Regions from separate parts of the Sus scrofa genome. Here region 1 is linked to region 2. Evidence: chromatin contacts called from public HiChIP or PLAC-seq data. All regions are on one chromosome and are shown on one strand. The core of a region is the stretch at or near the end of the contact, and the rest is flanking DNA. Distances in the headings are between cores, read along the strand shown. Region 1 holds the start of LOC100525237. Region 2 holds the start of ABCE1 (ATP-binding cassette sub-family E member 1).

The links. HiChIP or PLAC-seq counts read pairs in DNA pulled down with a chosen protein or histone mark.
Region 1: an H3K27ac HiChIP or PLAC-seq map of alveolar macrophages shows a contact between it and region 2. The contact joins the promoter of LOC100525237 here to the promoter of ABCE1 in region 2. A contact is called at or near these places in 2 of 5 promoter capture datasets (fetal liver and liver) and 1 of 2 datasets of contacts at active chromatin or transcription factors (alveolar macrophages).

Annotation. Positions count from the first base shown.
Region 1 is chr8:83,676,300-83,679,997 of Sscrofa11.1, forward strand. It overlaps LOC100525237, which reads left to right and starts at 1,619. Exons shown (of 4, transcript XR_304986.3): 1 at 1,619-2,420. It overlaps HHIP (hedgehog-interacting protein), which reads right to left and starts at 2,069. Exons shown (of 14, transcript XM_021100665.1): 1 at 1,182-2,069. The coding sequence starts at 1,460.
Region 2 is chr8:83,351,613-83,355,220 of Sscrofa11.1, forward strand. ABCE1 (ATP-binding cassette sub-family E member 1) reads right to left here and starts at 1,596. Exons shown (of 18, transcript XM_003129170.6): 1 at 1,373-1,596. It overlaps ANAPC10 (anaphase promoting complex subunit 10), which reads left to right and starts at 1,698. Exons shown (of 5, transcript NM_001177927.1): 1 at 1,698-1,713; 2 at 3,339-3,465. The coding sequence starts at 3,351.

The DNA.
Region 1 (3,698 bases), core at 369-2,868, 320 kb after region 2:
AAAGTGAGAGATACCACCCAGACACATATGTTGATTCGTAAGAGCTGTTTACATGAGAATAGAGTGAAATCTACCGTGAACTGAGCATAAAAATTAGATTCAGCCTGGGTATTTTTTTTTTTTTTTTTTAATGCCTGGGCCAGCAAGACTGGAGCACAAGTTTTCCAAGAGTCTCTCAGACCTTGACAACTGCAGTGTTGTAACAGAAGAATTCTTAATTAAACCTAAAATGGGGAAAGGGTGAGGGGGAGTAAAAACACCTGATTGTTTATTTCACACGCAGGGAGTGTTAATGACGTGATGCCCCGTCTCTCCTTGGAGTACAGTACAGGGCACACATGACTGCATCCCAAGACAAGAAAGATGGTGCAAACTCAAAGATAAGCATGTCTTTACACCCAACCGGCACAATTTTCTTATTTGTTTAAACTTATTAATACCGGGAAAATGTTAAATGCCATTAATCCTGAAACAAATGTCTAGAGAAGATCTTCCCAAACAACCACCTACCATTGGAAGCCCGAATTTATAATGTTATAAAACATGACAAACAGACGGAGAATCGCCGCGGGCTTATATGATAAACACGCCCCGGCAAAATCTTTCTCCCATTTTGGGGTTCTTAACTGGAACACCAGGAGTTCCTTTCTGCTGTTTAACTATTGTAATGCAAGACCCTCCCCCCCCGCCCCATTCTGACGGGGCTGAGGATCATAAACTAACCGTGCTTTAACATCCTTTACGATTCAATCCTCTCCCTAACCGAGCACGTGGAGAAAACTGCACAAATCTTTTTACCCTAGCAAAATAAACCGGAAACCACAGCCACCTTAATTTACAGTTTCGCCGCAGCCAATGCCGGATTCGATCCAGAAGACACTGTTAATCGCGATTCTTTTAAGATATTTACCCAGCTAGAATGCGGGTACCACAGAAGTCTCTTCCCTGAGAAAGGCAGTTTTGCACTGCATCCCGACCTCGGACTCTTGGGGGCGGGAGAGGTATATGCGCACCCCAGAGGAACACACAAATGAATCAGGCTAGCGCTTTAGAAAAGTTATCAAAAAGAACTCACCAAGCAAGTTCCACCCCTCTTCCAGCCACCAGCATTGCCAGAACCACACGGAATCCCACCCAGCCAGAATGCCATTCTCGCAGCTGTGAGGCGGGTGCGTGCCTACCTTGCTATCCAGGCGTCCCAGCCCCGGGCTGTCACTCCGCAGGCAGCAGGACAGCCGAGGGTAGAAGCCACCGCAGAGCATCTCTCCCCCACTCAGCAGCTCCAGCTGGGACATCATCCGCCTATCCCTCCTTTTCAGGCGCTTCGGGGGGTTCCCATTCAGGCACCTTCTCCTCCTCGCTCCGCTCCCTTCGCTTCTTTCCCCAAACTTAGCATCTCCTTCAAAGAAACCCAGAGCCACGGCCAGCAGCAGCAGCTTAAAGGAGAGCATCTTCAGCATCGTCTGCCCCGCGCGGCAGGGGCTGGGCGCGGGAGGATGGGGGTGGGGGGGACGCCACTGCCCAGCAGGGGCACTAGGGCGCAGCTCCAGGAGGAGGCTGAGGGGCGGCAGGACGCTTAAGAGGCAGAGAGAGGTGGCGGGGGCGAAAAGATGTAGAGCGATGCAACTTTGCAAAAAAATAAAAGACGAGGCGATGGGCCCAATACCTTGGCGGAGCCCGAGGAACGAGATAAAGTTGTGCGGTTGACACCGTTTGCGGTTGTGCCAGTGTCAGTTGGGTGGGGGGCTTTCTTCTGCGCCTGGGAAGTGGGAGGAGGAGAAGAAGTTGGAAGAGGAGGAGGAAGAAGAGGAGGAGAAGACGGTCACAGAGGTTCACTTGTCGGTGTAACGGGAGTTGTTTAGGTGACACAGTAGCAGGAACAGAAACGGCGACGGTGGCGGCGGGGCAGGCGGAGGCAGGGCCAGCGCTGGGCTCTAGATGATGCTGAGGTCTCCTCTGCCGGCGGCTGTAGCTTTTCACACAGCCTCTCATGTTTCGTTCCCTCTTTTCTTCTTCTTTTTAACTAGCGCGCGGGGAGGTGCTGCCACCGCGCGCCCCTTGACGTCACCGCTTCTCGCGCGCCCCCGCCCGGGCAGGGGGAGGGGCGGGGGCGGCCCCGGCGCGAGCGCGTCCCTGGGCCCCGCGGGCCTCGGGAGTGCGGCGGGGAGGGGCCACGGGCCGCGGTGGCGGGCAGAGGGGGAGGGCCCGGCGGAGCCCTCGGAGCCAGCCTCGAGGGCGCGGAACCCAGCGCGCCCGCCTGGCCGTACCGCCCGGGTGGGGGCGTGCACCGCCTTGGTGCCCCGGCCCGCCCGCCCGGGACTGGGGCGCCGCCCGGAGGTTCCCCGCCCGTCCTCTCTCCTCCCGCGGCCCCTCCGCACGACCCCAGGCGTGAGGCGGCCGAGCTGAGGCTCCAAAAGAAAGTGAGTAAGAGAGGGCTGCGGGAGGTGAGAAGGGAGGGAACCCTTCCAGGGCCTCCCCTACCCGGGCCCCGGCCCGCCCCTCGCCCGGGAGGGAGGATAAACCGGGTGGGCTGGAGTTGGCGGGAGGGAACTTTCCGGCCCCTTTCCCGCCCCTGACCCGTGACGACTCCCCCCTTCCCGCGGTGATTTCCAGTGTGAAGCTTGATCCGGTAAAAATCTCCCTGGGACTCTGATTCAGAAGCCGGGGGACAGCCCAGGTGCTGCAAAGCATTGAGAATGCTAAGATGGTTTGAAGCTTGGGCGGAGATGTACCCACATCCTTGCCAAAGGTTCTGCGCGCGCCTGAAGTGGCACAGGCGCGTGTGCTTGGGGTGGGATGTGGAGACCTCCCGGAAGGATAGCTCCCGCCTGAGTCCTGGGCGGGCTGGCCCCGGACGCTCCTTTCAAAGGTCGCACCTGTGCCCTGGAACTCAGCCGGGCCCCGCTGGCGCTTCCCCCAGCACGCAGGTTCCCCTACCCCAGGTGGAGGAGCAGAGAAGAAGCTGGCCTTGGAATCACCGTACATTTTAAATAGGGGAGAGAAAAAATTTCTGGGAAGATTTCCTCAGGGATGTAAACACAGGCGTCAGCTCGGGAGGAAGAATTAGTGGTAGATTTGCGGGCGGCGAGAAGTGGGATGCGCTGTGTAGCCCATGTATCTAAATAAGTTAACCTTTTCCTCCAGCTAGACAAAGTCTGCCTAAAGAAAGTGTTTCTAAAGTGATCTGTGCGTTATCCAGCATAGTGACTTGACCTTTACTGAATCCCTGAAAATTGGCCTCAGGAGGAGTCTCTACAGGGTTGCATCCCAAAACGTGCTTTCTGCCCCCTTGAGTAGTTAATAGGGGAGCTAATTTTCTGGGATATGGGTTTTGAGGAGATAAGGCAGTTTCCTCTTTTTGCCAGTGGAGGAACCTTCACCATATTTGGATTTGCTTCACTTCTTAGACACAGATTTTGCCTAGCTAATGGGAAGGTTGGGGACTGCGGGGGTGGATAGCTGATTAAACCAATTATTGTTAAAGTGGTCGCAGTGGCTGGATAAGACTTCTATGCCTTTCACTTCCTGGACCCGGATTTACTAGAGGAGCTAGGTTTTTCCCAAAAGAGGTGACAGATTAGAGTAACTGAAAAAGGATGTGCTGGGAATATTTAGTCCAGTCTTGAGCTCAGTGTAGGGCCCAGATGATGTACTTAACATTTTTCTCTCAGGGGCTGTTGTATGCCTGTGATTGCAAA
Region 2 (3,608 bases), core at 346-2,845:
ATCCCTGCCCTCACTCAGTGGGTTAAGGAGCTGATGTTGCCATGAGCTGTGGTGTAGGTCAGCAGTTGCAGCTCCAATTTGACCCCCTAGCCTGGGAACTTCCAAATGCGGCAGGTGTGGCCCTAAAAAGCAAAGAAAAAAAAAAAAAAAAAGCAACTATCATTCCGGAAGCGATAATTACCTAGAAACTGAAGATTCTTTAGTTAGCTATTAAAATCAAACTGGACTCCATACAAATTATGGTGAATCAGCACAATGAATTCTCCAGGAGGGGATAAATCATCATTGATTTAGCAATGAAACTGCTTAAAGTTTATTTTTGCCAAACTACATAATGTTTCATTGACTATTCCAAACCATTAAAAAAAAACAAGACTGTAGGAGATGATTTTTATAAAATAAAAGCATAGCAGAGATGGCTAATAACCTGACTTACATCAAAAAGTGATAAATTATAATGTATTTAAGTGGACAGATTCTTTGAAGAACTGTTAATTAACTGTGTCAACACTATTAATTAAATTTCCACGTCAGTTTAAAGAAATGGGCAGGATTCCCTCCTTTCTTTTTCAATGAGAAAGATACAGCACAGGAAGGATTGCAGGGAAAAACTCTATAATAAGAGACTCCTGGGAACAAACAGGGCTCTGAAGATATTCAAATCTCAAAGTACACTCTCTTCAAAGTAAGTATTTTCAGTAAAGACATCACCGGTAATCTCAAGGAGTTTAAGATCTAAAGAGGAAAACGGAACGTGCAGAGTACCATAAAAGCGCACCCAAAATGCTAATGGCGTTCACCTGGGAGATTACTTGGAACAACCTCGGTTACAGCTGAGAACACGCTGCTTTGAAAAAAGTGCTGACGTTTGGACATCATTTCTCTAAAGACTGGGAGTGGACAAGAAATATTCGACTTCATGGCGGCAAGATGCCATGACTCATTGCCAAATCTCCAAACAGTGGGGAAAAAAGGCGACGACGTCCCATAATCAAATACGCACGTGACATTACATCCCCTTCACCGGGCCGGGGGAGTGGGGGGAGTAGGGGATGCGGCTTTCTAAAAGATTCAGTTCCAGAGTAGGAGCGCGGTAAAGCGGGGAGTGGAGGCGGTGGAGACTGGAACGCTGAGGGGACGGCGGGCAACAGAGGCGGAAAGCCAGGTCAGCCTGGAGGCGCCCTCAGCACTCGGCTGCGCCCGCGCTCCGGCGTTACCAGCTGTCTCCCTCAAGCCGGCTGCTACGCGCCGCTGCCGTCTCCACCGCCGCCACCTGAGGCCTAACCAAAAGCTCTCCGAGAATGCCACTACCTGCGTTTAGACCATGCCAAACCGAAGCTAACGGCAAAACCCCTCCGGGCTATTCACGTACCTGGAGAAACAGATTCCCCTTGGGGAGGGGAACGCAGAAGCCAAATCTGCTCTTGCTTTCACTTTTCAGCCACACAGCGTGTTCCTACACACACCGGCCAAGATGGCGGTGCCCAGCCACCGCCTCGCGCATGCCACAGGGGCGATGTACGCGTGCGCGGCAGAGCACGCCGGGCAGAGCCCTGGAGGGAGGAGGGCGGGACGATGGGATGACATCATCGGACTGCGACCCCAATTGACGTCGTTGGGGAAGCTAGGCGGTTCTGGGAAGGCGAGGGGGAGTGGCGCGGAGCAGCAGTGGATTCCGAAAACCTGAGTGGAGGCAATCCGGGTCTGCAAGCTGTAAGTGCATGGGCTTTCCCCGACGTGGAGAATGATTCCAGCTTAAACAGATGCGATCTCTTCTCCACTGTCAGTCTCCTTTTACGCTTCCTATTTCAAGGCCGATGGGTCAGGAATGGATCCTTAGCGGTTGCCCATTCTAGCGCTTCTGGAAGGGATGTCAAACGGAACCAAGAGAGTCTGGTCCAGGCACTGCTTACTGTGGCGTTCTCTCCTTGGCCTCACCTTATGAATGATGTGGCCAGGAACCCATTCTTCTTCGAGCTCCGTGTTTTATCCACTTGGTGGAGTCCAGTACCAAGTTCAGCAGCTGAATTCTCCGCAATGTAGAGATAGCTCTTCCCTTTTTGGACATTTTTGGACATTTGACAGTGTGGCCACAGGTTTTATTGTCTCAACCTAGACCTTACTTAGACCAACCTAGACCTTGAGAAATACTTTAGTTTATGATGGAACTTATTTATTTATTTATTTATTCATTCAGTAAATTGCTAATGGAGCATTTAAGCCTCAGGCCTTTCCGAAGTTTACAGTCCAGTGTGTACTATTATTTAAGCGGTATCAAGTGCTTGTGTAGAGATTAGGGAACAGCTGAGATGTCAAGGAGACGGTAAACAGACCTTTTAGGCCAAGTTTATAATATCATGTACGTGTAACCGCGTTCAGCAGCTGTAACTTTGCACTACTGAAGCAGTTTTACGTGTTGTTCACTAGACAAGAGGATAAACTAGTGATTTAGAATAGACCAGTTCTTCACTTCTATACCTTAAAGGCATTTTTCTGACTTTATATTCTACAGTAAAAGCACGTATAAATGGAACTTTTGACGACCAGTGAGAAGATGTGATTTTTCTCTGCATCACTTAATGGATTTTTTAAAATGTTGACCAATATTTACATATTTCTGGATTAAAGGTTTTTAAGTCTGACTTTTCGAGGGAGAAAACTTCATTAGGAATTTTTACTCACAGATGTATAGAACTTCATAGCATTACAGTTATAGATCCAGTCAACCCCTTTGACAGACAGGAAAGGAAGTAAAGCCCAGACCTGGCCAAATTCTAGGCTAAAGGAGTGACTAAATCTGACCCCTTGACCCTATACCCTTTGACTACTATATGCTGTTGCTTTGCACATCTCGTAAGTCATAATATGTTGTATTTTAGAAACAAAAACTGAATTCTCAAGAGTTTTTAATTACAGTGATTGAGTTATGTCGCCTTTTAAGAAATAGATGATTGATATTCAGGGCATATTTGTGATCCATTTGGCTATTTCATTTTATTTTTATTTTTTGTCTTTTTAGGGCCATACTCTGGGTATATGGAGGTTCCCAGGCTAGGGGGCAAATCAGAGCTATAGCTGCTGGCCTACACCACAGCAACATCAGATCCTAGCCGAGTCTTCGACCTACACGGCAGCTCATGGCAACACCGGATCCTCAACCCACTGAGCAAGGCCAGGAATCAAACTTGCGTCCTCATGGATGCTAGTCAGATTTGTTTCCTCTGAGCCATGATGGGAACTCCATTTGGCTATTTCATTTTAATTTTCACCCTTTTATAAAAGGTGCTGAGCCTTCCCCCCCCCCCAGTATAATGTGGATATTCTTTTTCTCTACATAGAATATTTTAAATATGACCACACCAAACAAGACACCTCCTGGCGCTGACCCTAAGCAGTTGGAGAGGACTGGAACAGTACGGGAAATCGGTTCACAAGCTGTTTGGTCACTCTCATCTTGCAAACCAGGTATAGTGAGCTGTTTATAATAACTATTTATAGTTTCCTTGTACACTGGACTGACTTGAATGTTCTTAGTGTTTAGATGCTTTATTTTAATTCTAAAGCAGATTTAATTGATTTTCACTTATGTCTCTTCTCAGTTGCTTTAC